2 separate regions of the Rattus norvegicus genome follow, and region 2 is linked to region 1. Evidence: chromatin contacts called from public Hi-C data. All regions are on one chromosome and are shown on one strand. The core of a region is the stretch at or near the end of the contact, and the rest is flanking DNA. Distances in the headings are between cores, read along the strand shown. Region 1 overlaps Tnni3k (TNNI3 interacting kinase). Region 2 holds the start of Fpgt (fucose-1-phosphate guanylyltransferase).

Evidence for each region. Hi-C and Micro-C count contacts between places; a contact is called where the count stands out from the background.
Region 2: a Hi-C map of the A7r5 cell line shows a contact between it and region 1, with 2.0 times the contacts expected there. The contact joins the promoter of Fpgt here to the enhancer-like site in region 1. A contact is called at or near these places in 3 of 12 Hi-C or Micro-C datasets (the A7r5 cell line, frontal cortex and hepatocytes).

Annotation. Positions count from the first base shown.
Region 1 is chr2:246,426,987-246,431,184 of GRCr8, forward strand. The region is part of intron 23 of Tnni3k (TNNI3 interacting kinase); the gene reads right to left. Among named protein-coding and RNA genes, the nearest start is that of Lrrc53, 12 kb to the right of the region's middle. Within about 2 kb of position 1,650, at least 42 of the 93 cell types and tissues checked have an H3K27ac peak or open chromatin away from gene starts, as enhancers often do.
Region 2 is chr2:246,776,176-246,780,162 of GRCr8, forward strand. It overlaps Fpgt (fucose-1-phosphate guanylyltransferase), which reads right to left and starts at 2,673. Exons shown (of 4, transcript NM_199494.2): 1 at 2,591-2,673; 2 at 380-547. The coding sequence starts at 2,648. Lrriq3 (leucine-rich repeats and IQ motif containing 3) reads left to right here and starts at 2,808. Exons shown (of 8, transcript NM_001024307.1): 1 at 2,808-2,952.

The sequences.
Region 1 (4,198 bases), core at 400-2,899:
GTGTAATAATCAGTGCAACAGAAGAGAAGCATTTGCTTGAAACCAGTGTATTCAGGGGTTGCTCTCTGAGCCTATGCATTCTTTTCCATTTTCACACTGGACTTTAGCTTCAGTGGGAATTAGGTAGAGGTCTATGCCATAGCCCTTCAGTGTTTTCTTTCCTGTCCTATACTGTATCAGTTGGTATCGCAGATACCTGTCACATGGATGTGTAAGGGAATAGACATAGAAACAGCCTCTGCAAAGGAGGTGGGGAGGCTTTCAGTCACATGGACACCTGGGGTTGGAACTGCTTCTAGTGGAGACTTTACACCTTGGAGGAACTAAGCTATGGACAGAGATGGAGGTGAGGGCTATCCTGATACATTAGAGACCACAGTGGCATGCCTTCAGTCTTGATGCACATTCACAGGCACTCATGTGTCTAATGCTCATTAAAGTGCAGACTGAGGCTTGTCTCTGTGGGTCCTGTCTGTCTTTCCAGCAGATTACCACTGATTCCTGGTGGCCACACAGTGAGACCCAAGTGCACACTTGCTTGCTTCATTATGGATCTGAATCCTGAAACCTGAAACCCCACACAGGGAGGGATTTTGTGGTGTCCTGTGGGGGGAACAGTATGAGAACAGTCCCCGCTCTCTGTCACACTGGCTCAGCAAGGAGTGAAAAGCCCACGCTTTAGAGTCAGGCGGATCCAGACTCAGATCATGGCCCCGGTGTTCACTAGCTGTAAAGCCTCCAGCAGGTTGTTCATCCTTTCTGGCTTCAGTATTCTTTTGTGGAATACTGATGGAAGGTTGATGGTTCTACCATATGGAAGGGCTGTGGTTGTCATTGTTACAATTAGCCTACCAAAATAAGCCACAATGTCTCAACCATGGTGGCTAGTGATCAGAGTATACAGTGTATCTTCTTCCCTGGTTTGGCCAGTTTGGTATTATTATCAGTGGGCACTGCAATGTTGCTATACACTCTAGGTATCTCTCCCAGAGCTGAGACAATGCCCACCTCTGCTGAAGGAGCAGCGTTGTAACAGTTACTGGGAATAAGCACTTCATCACCATCAGGAAACAAAACAGATTTCATTTGCTCACTGTCTTTGTGAAAGAGAATCTGCAGGATGGAAAATATCCACTCATGAATTTTTCAGACTTATTTGCGATTGAGGCTCTTCAAACATCTGTTCATTAATGTGGGCATCCAGCTAATGTCATAGATATTAATAGCAGATGCTGTCCTCTCTCCTGTGGTTAATACAGGAGCTGCTTTCTTCCCGGGCTCATGTTTTCTGATAGCTTTAATTGCTGTTACTTAAGTAAAGAAATCCTGAATGCCATAGATTCTAAAGAGACAGTGGGAAACAATGCCCCTTTAGAATAACAAACATCCTTTTTAAATACCAGTGAGCTAAAGGAAGGGGAGCTGTCATTCTTGCTATTCTACGGGGGTTAGATTTGGTCCATACAGAAGATACTAAAGGTGAAAAGAAAGAGAATCTATGGAAATTAAAGCTGTCACTCTGTGCAGTGCCTTTGTGTGAGCAGCTTCAAAAACCCATTTGGAAATCATGGCTCTTGTATCACAGTCATTACTGAGACACTAGCATCACCCACTTATTACTGCAAACATAGCAACAGTTGCCATGTGAGCAGATCTGCAACACAAACAGCGGAGTCGGGTGGCTGGCATAGGGTGGGGCTGGCTGGAGTCGGGGCCGCTGTGGCAGAGCGCAGTGCCACCTGTACTACAGGTTTAATTAGGCTGGCTGTTCTCTCTGGTCCCTGTGCCGTGTCCTGTCAGACATTTCCAGAGAACAGAAGCAGTCTCAAAAGGCGGCATTTCGGATTAAATCTTACATTCGGTGGCACAGGAACACAACCAAAGGCAGAATTTTGCTTTGATGTGCACAAGGGTAGGCACGTGGCCAAGGATTCCTTTTCATTTCTAGGAATGGAACCCTCACAGAACTCCTGTCATTAGAATGTCGGTCCACTTGTTGCTGTCACAATATGCCACTCCGTCTAATTGAAAATGGAGAAGTCTGTCATCATTTGCTTAGCAGTTTGCCTCTGGTGAATCTTCACAGGTTCCCTTTATGTGTCTGGGAATTAGTTAATTAGTATTACAAAATGCATCAGGAGGAAGAGGCCCTTCGGGTTACCAGGGAGGCCCTTTCGGGCTGCTAACAAGCTTACCATGGGACAGGAAGAGCTGAAGTACTGTGGCAGAGCCGCCCAGCTGAGGAAGACATCTTTTCTCGCTCGAGTGAGCTGTTGTAACCTAAATATGTCACTTTCTCAGTCTCTCTCAGTCTCATGCAATGTTTCATGTGTGGCATAAATCCCGGTCCTTAAAGCTTTCTCTTTAAGGAGTACCGATTTTACCCAGGCACAGCGTTCTCTTCTATCTCTCCTTTCATTAATTTCCCATTCTCCCAGCACTTCTTCTGAACAGAGTATTTTGTTTGATATTCTCTCTTTGACATTTTTCACAGAGAAAGGTTGTTTCAATCTAAGGGTGGCTTTTAAAAGTCAGGGACAGATTGACATTTTTTCCCTCACTCCTTAACGGTGACGCCTGTGTGCCTTTGTTAGGGGGAAATTCTCCAGCCTCTCGCCGCCGCCGCACTCTCTGCAGCGCCTCCACTGATGGCCAGATGGCGCCAGTGAGCAAGCCAACTCACAGGCGAGGCTAAAAGGGCTGTTTAGGGTTCTCGCCAAGGGAGGGAGTCGTGCAGGGGCCCTCTCTCACTGTGGCAGAGGTAATGTCTAATTCTGTGGAATGAGAAGAAAGCAGAATCCCCGAGGTCTGGGGGCAGCAGTTGGCACTGTGGGATCTTAATTTCACTGCTGAACCTGGGAATTGTTGGCGAGTGTCACTGTGGTGCTTTACGGGGCAGTGCTGAATAAGGGGTTTTTATTGGAAGTATTAAGTGGCTTTTGCAATACAGATGAATAGTCTAGATTTTTGAACCTTCATGGAAATAATTTTAACATCTACTTCCTTTAACTTTTGTTTTGTGCATGTGTGTATCTCTCTCTCTCTCTCTCTCTCTCTGTCTGTCTCTCTCTCTCTCTTTCTGTCTCTCTCTGTGTGTGTGTGTGTGTGTGTGTGTAGAGGTGGCACTGGGCATGTACCATGGTGACTATGTGGAGGTCAGAGGACAACCTCAAATTTGGTTTCCCATTTATATTTTGCTCGAGACAGTGTTCTCTGTTGTTTGCAGCTGGCAATTGCAGGTAGCAGGCCGGCTGGCCTGCTCACGAAGCAAGATTCTCTGTCTCTTCCTAGGAGCTCAGTTCTTGCACATAATGCACCGTTGCTTCTGGTTTTGACATAAACTCTGAAGATACACCTCACATCCTCACACTGCTGAACCAGCTCCCAGCTCCCATGTACTTTACATGGCACCAGGCTCATAGCAAGGAGGTAATTCAAACCCACACAGCACCAGCACACACGGCTATGGGTTTCCTTCTTAGCCCCACACCCCACGAACACCAGAGGCTTTTCTTCTCCCATTAATTAGGAAAATTCACGGACAGCTAAAAATATTTGAACTTAAAAAGGAAAAAGATAAAAGGGGCAGCTGACAGACATGCTGGCACCTGCTTAGATTCTGGGTTCTCTTCCTTGCCATTTATATAGATTTTTTTTTTCATTTCAGACCCTTAATGAGCTGAGTGGCTGACCTTGAGCAAGTGAGTGTCATAAAAATTATATACTCCAGAGATGACAAATATCTGGGAAAAATTTGCCTTGCCCCTAGATTTAGGCAAGTGATATCTTACTCTCCTCATTATACCATAGTGACAAAGAGGCTTAACAGAGGCACAATTTCATATAGTCCTCCTCTCAGCACAGAGGGCCTGGCTGAGAGATGGGAAAGGTGTTAATGAGACGCTTAAATAAGCAGTGAGCTTTGATGAAAAAACTCATTAGCTATACATTCAATCAGCCAGCCATCTTGAAGTAAGCTAATGACTACGTTGGAAAGACAATGGTACTATCTTTTCATCATTTTCTCAGATTTGCGAATCTCACAGTGATTTCCGTACAACATAAGGTTTAGGTACTGAACCCACACTGCATCTAGGAATGAGAAAGGACAGTAACTTCATTCCCCCACTGACAGCAAGTCAGGTTTTTGTTTGCTTGCTTATTTTTCTTGCACTAAGTGTCAGTCTTAATACTGTTG
Region 2 (3,987 bases), core at 1,423-3,922, 350 kb after region 1:
TTAAATTACTGGTCCTGGTGTGTCTGTATCCTGTAATTTGGTCCTAAGAGGCCAAGTATATACATCAGTTTCCTGATTTGTTTTCTTCACCTAACTACTTCATGAAATGACTATTTGGTAAAGACCTTAAGAGAACCTCCAGCAAATTCCAGTGTGAATCATACTGGAGGAAAAAGAATTCTTTTAAATAACTTTCTGGACAAGTTTCCCTGTAAGTCATAGTGGCTCAGAACCTATATTTGGACTTTTATGTTTTTAAGAGTTAATTTTCAGATTTTAAAGTTTTTAAAGGCCATGTGTGGAGATAAACAGTTTTATAAACGATAAAGAAAATTTATCATTCAATTATTATTTTGCTCAGAACCCTTGAAATGTATACCAATTTTGGTCCCAGCAGGATCAGGAAAAACATGGTATTGAACTCCAAGAGGCAATTCCTTTCTTCTCAGCTTCTCTGACAACTGCTGCTTGTAAGCGAGCTCCTGCTTTTCATCGGCTGCTGTTATTGCAACCACATCCCAGAATTCTCCAGCTGCCACAGGTTTGCCTGTTGGAAAAATAGCAAGAAAATTTCCTTTACGAGCTTACCAGCTTGCCTATTTCAAAAGAGAAGCAGACAAAACGATAATCACTACCATCTCCCGAAAATAAGGGGATACAATTAACCAACCAACCAACCAACCAACCACTGCCACCACCATCAGCAAAAAAAAAAAAAAAAAAAAAGCAGACATTAGCATCTAAAGATAGATTTTGTGAATCAAGGCCCTTAATGTCCCTGGCTGAAAAATTTCAACTCAAGGATCCACTCCTTCTATGCTTATCATTTAGGAATGTGGTCTTTTGTTATTGTTGCTTATAATTTTTCTTTTTTATTATCTATCTATCATCTATCTATCATTTGTCTATCTATCTATCTATAGAGCTGGGAACTATCTATCTATAGAGCTATAGGGAATTATCTATCTATCCATTCATCCATCTATCCATTCATCTATCTATCTATCTATCTATCTATCTATCTATCTATCTATCTATCTATAGAACTGGGAACTAACCACGGCAGAGCTCTCCGCATGCCAGGGAAGTGCTCTATCACTAAGCTATATTCACAGTCCTTTATTTGTCTAATTAATTAATTAATCTAGTGTCGTATTACTGTTCAGGTCGAGACAATTGATGGTTCACAGTCAGTCACAGATTGAACTCCTGTCCTGTACTTTCCCCACTTCTCACCTCTGCACTAGACTAGAGACAGAATAAGACAAAGCCCACCTACCCCAGAATGCCTCTAATGTGCTTTAAATAGGGCCTGAAAGTTCACTTCAGGGTCTCTCTATCTTGGCAATGGGAGACCCCAGCATACTTGACTTCTGCAGAATAAAACACTCTTTGCCGAATAAAACACTCTTTGCCTTTGCATACTATTTAAGTCTGGGGTATCATTCTTTGGTGAATCATTCTTCAGTGAATTATGGACCCTTACACTAATTGACAGACTGGCCCTGTACTGTCTGTCTGTCTGTCTGTCTGTCTGTCTATCTATCTATCTATCTATCTATCTATCTTCTCCTCCTCTATCTATCTATCTATCTATCTATCTTCTCCTCCTCCTTCTTCATCACCATCTATCTATCTATCTATCTATCTATCTATCTATCTATCTATCTTCTCCTCCTCCTTCTTCATCACCATCTATTTGTCTGTGTAATCCATATAGGTTCTGAACCTCTTTCTTGCTGACTGGGCCTCCCACGTAGATGAACATACAGGCTTGCAACACCAGCCCTGGCTTTTAATATTTGTATTAACTTATGATAATCAAACTGAACTGATAAACACAATCAAAATACTACACAAAGCCCAGGATTAAACTTCCCAATGAACTCTTTAAATGACAAATTGCACTTAAGGAAGCAGTAGAACGGAACCCTCTTTTCTACCATCAAAAATAGAGATAGGGTTTTAACAAGATGAGAGAGAATGAGAGGGAGGGGAAGGAGAGGCAGGGAGGAAGGAATGGGGAGAGAAAGGGAGGGAGGAGGACGGGGTAAGGAAGGAGGAAAAGAGGGAGAGGGAGGGAAAGAAGGAAGGAGATGGCAAAGAGTCATAGACTGAGACAGATAGGTCAGCTAGGGTTTAATAATTCCAATCATTCTGGTATCCAAATGTAAACCCCTACATTTTAGGAAGTCAGACATAACAATTTTGCCAGACAGCTGTTCAGAGAAGGACAAGTACCTGTCTGTTTTTTCTTTAAAGGCCAAACTTACATTAGCAATTTTAATAAGCCATGATTGCCTTCGTACAGAGCTTACATAGGAATAAACAGGAATCACGCAAAGGCTTGGGAAAGGGGAAGAAACAAGGTAAACTGACTTCTACCACTGAGTTAGGCGGTGTGTTACTTTCCGTTAGTAATTTTCTTCCTGTTCCTTCCTCACATCTACATTTAGGCTCGCAGAAAGCCAGAGGGGTAGAAGGGAAAGCCCGGCTGGACAGGAAGAGGAAGCGAACAGGAAGCGGCGCGGGGTCCTTGCGAAGGAGCCCTCCGTGCAAGGGAGCAGAGAACTCAGTTCCGCCGCGGTACCTCTCAGCTCCGAAAATCTGCGCAGTTTCCGCAGGGTGGCTTCCCGGAGAGTCTCCATGGCCGACTTCCGGGAGCCCACTTAGCACGCATGCGCACTCCGAAACCGCGCACGCGCCCGCCTCCGCTGTGCATGCCACGTCACTGCGGCTCTGGAAGCGCCATGAGACCTGGAAAGCTAGGATGGCGTGAGCGTGCGCAAGCGGCGTTTCCTAGGCAACGCTCTGTGGGGCAGATGGGCGGGCACCTAGCGGTGCCGGGCTGCGCGGGAGCAGTGGGTTCCCGCTTTACCACGTCTGACAGCCCGTCTGCGCCAGAGGAGACCAACCCTCCCACGATAGTGGATCTACCACCCAGATGCTGAGGTGACCTGCCCTCACCAAGCTCCTATTCCTGTCAGAAGCCTCCCAGGGAGACCAGGTCCCTGAACCACAGGCTCCGCCTTGTGGGATGTATCTGGTGGGCCAGACCACCCTGTGCCCTTCAGTTGGCCATCTTCCCAGGCTCAGTTCTGAAGTAGCGCCTTTAGGCAGCAATGGCACACTCAGTTGTATTCACTTGCTTCTAGGAGATTGCCAGAGATTGGGAAGAGCCTCTTATTGAATGAACACACTTTTGGCTGGTTGGCTCGTTATGTCTTTCTCTCATAGAGCTCGTAGTTCATATGGGTACTACAGGTTAATCTCTTTTAACCTTACACACAGGACATAGAGAGTAACAACATTTAAGGAAGACATTTCAGTCTGAAACCCGGAAACCTTACCCCTACAATTTGACTTGAGAAGTTTCTCTTCATTAGAATCTAACTCAGAATTCTGAATAGCAGCTCCCTCTGAACTTAAGTTTCTGAGTAAGCTTAGTTGTACATTTAAAGTCTTGACCTCAGCATTTAATTCCGTATTTAAAGTGAACAAGTTTGTGGGGAGGAGAGTAACAACGATAGAAGTCAGAGTTTGTGATTTATATTCTTGAGTGAACTGGAGTCATCCCAGATTTTGGTGACCTGCATTATGTTTAAAGAGGACACACTGAAGTGTGTCAGTGGGTAGGGCAAGAATATAAGCAGAGAGGTTTATTTGGAGCTTACTACAGTAGCACAACCAGGAGAGATTCAGTGGGAATTTAAAAGATAATAATGGGAGGTGGGAAGAAATTGCTTAGATTCTAGAAACACTTTAAAATGAAGACCAGCAACATCTGTCCACTACATGATGAATCGTGTACACTTCTACACGAGTGTGAATCGTGAGAGAAGTTACCAAAAGATGCCTGAAAGTGGATGACAGGGCCTTTAAATGAGCTGAGGGAAGGTATGCATGGAGAAGCATAGTGAAGTCATAAGAGAAACCCTGTAATAATACTGGATATGTAGAACAAAACATGTGCAAATATAGCATAAA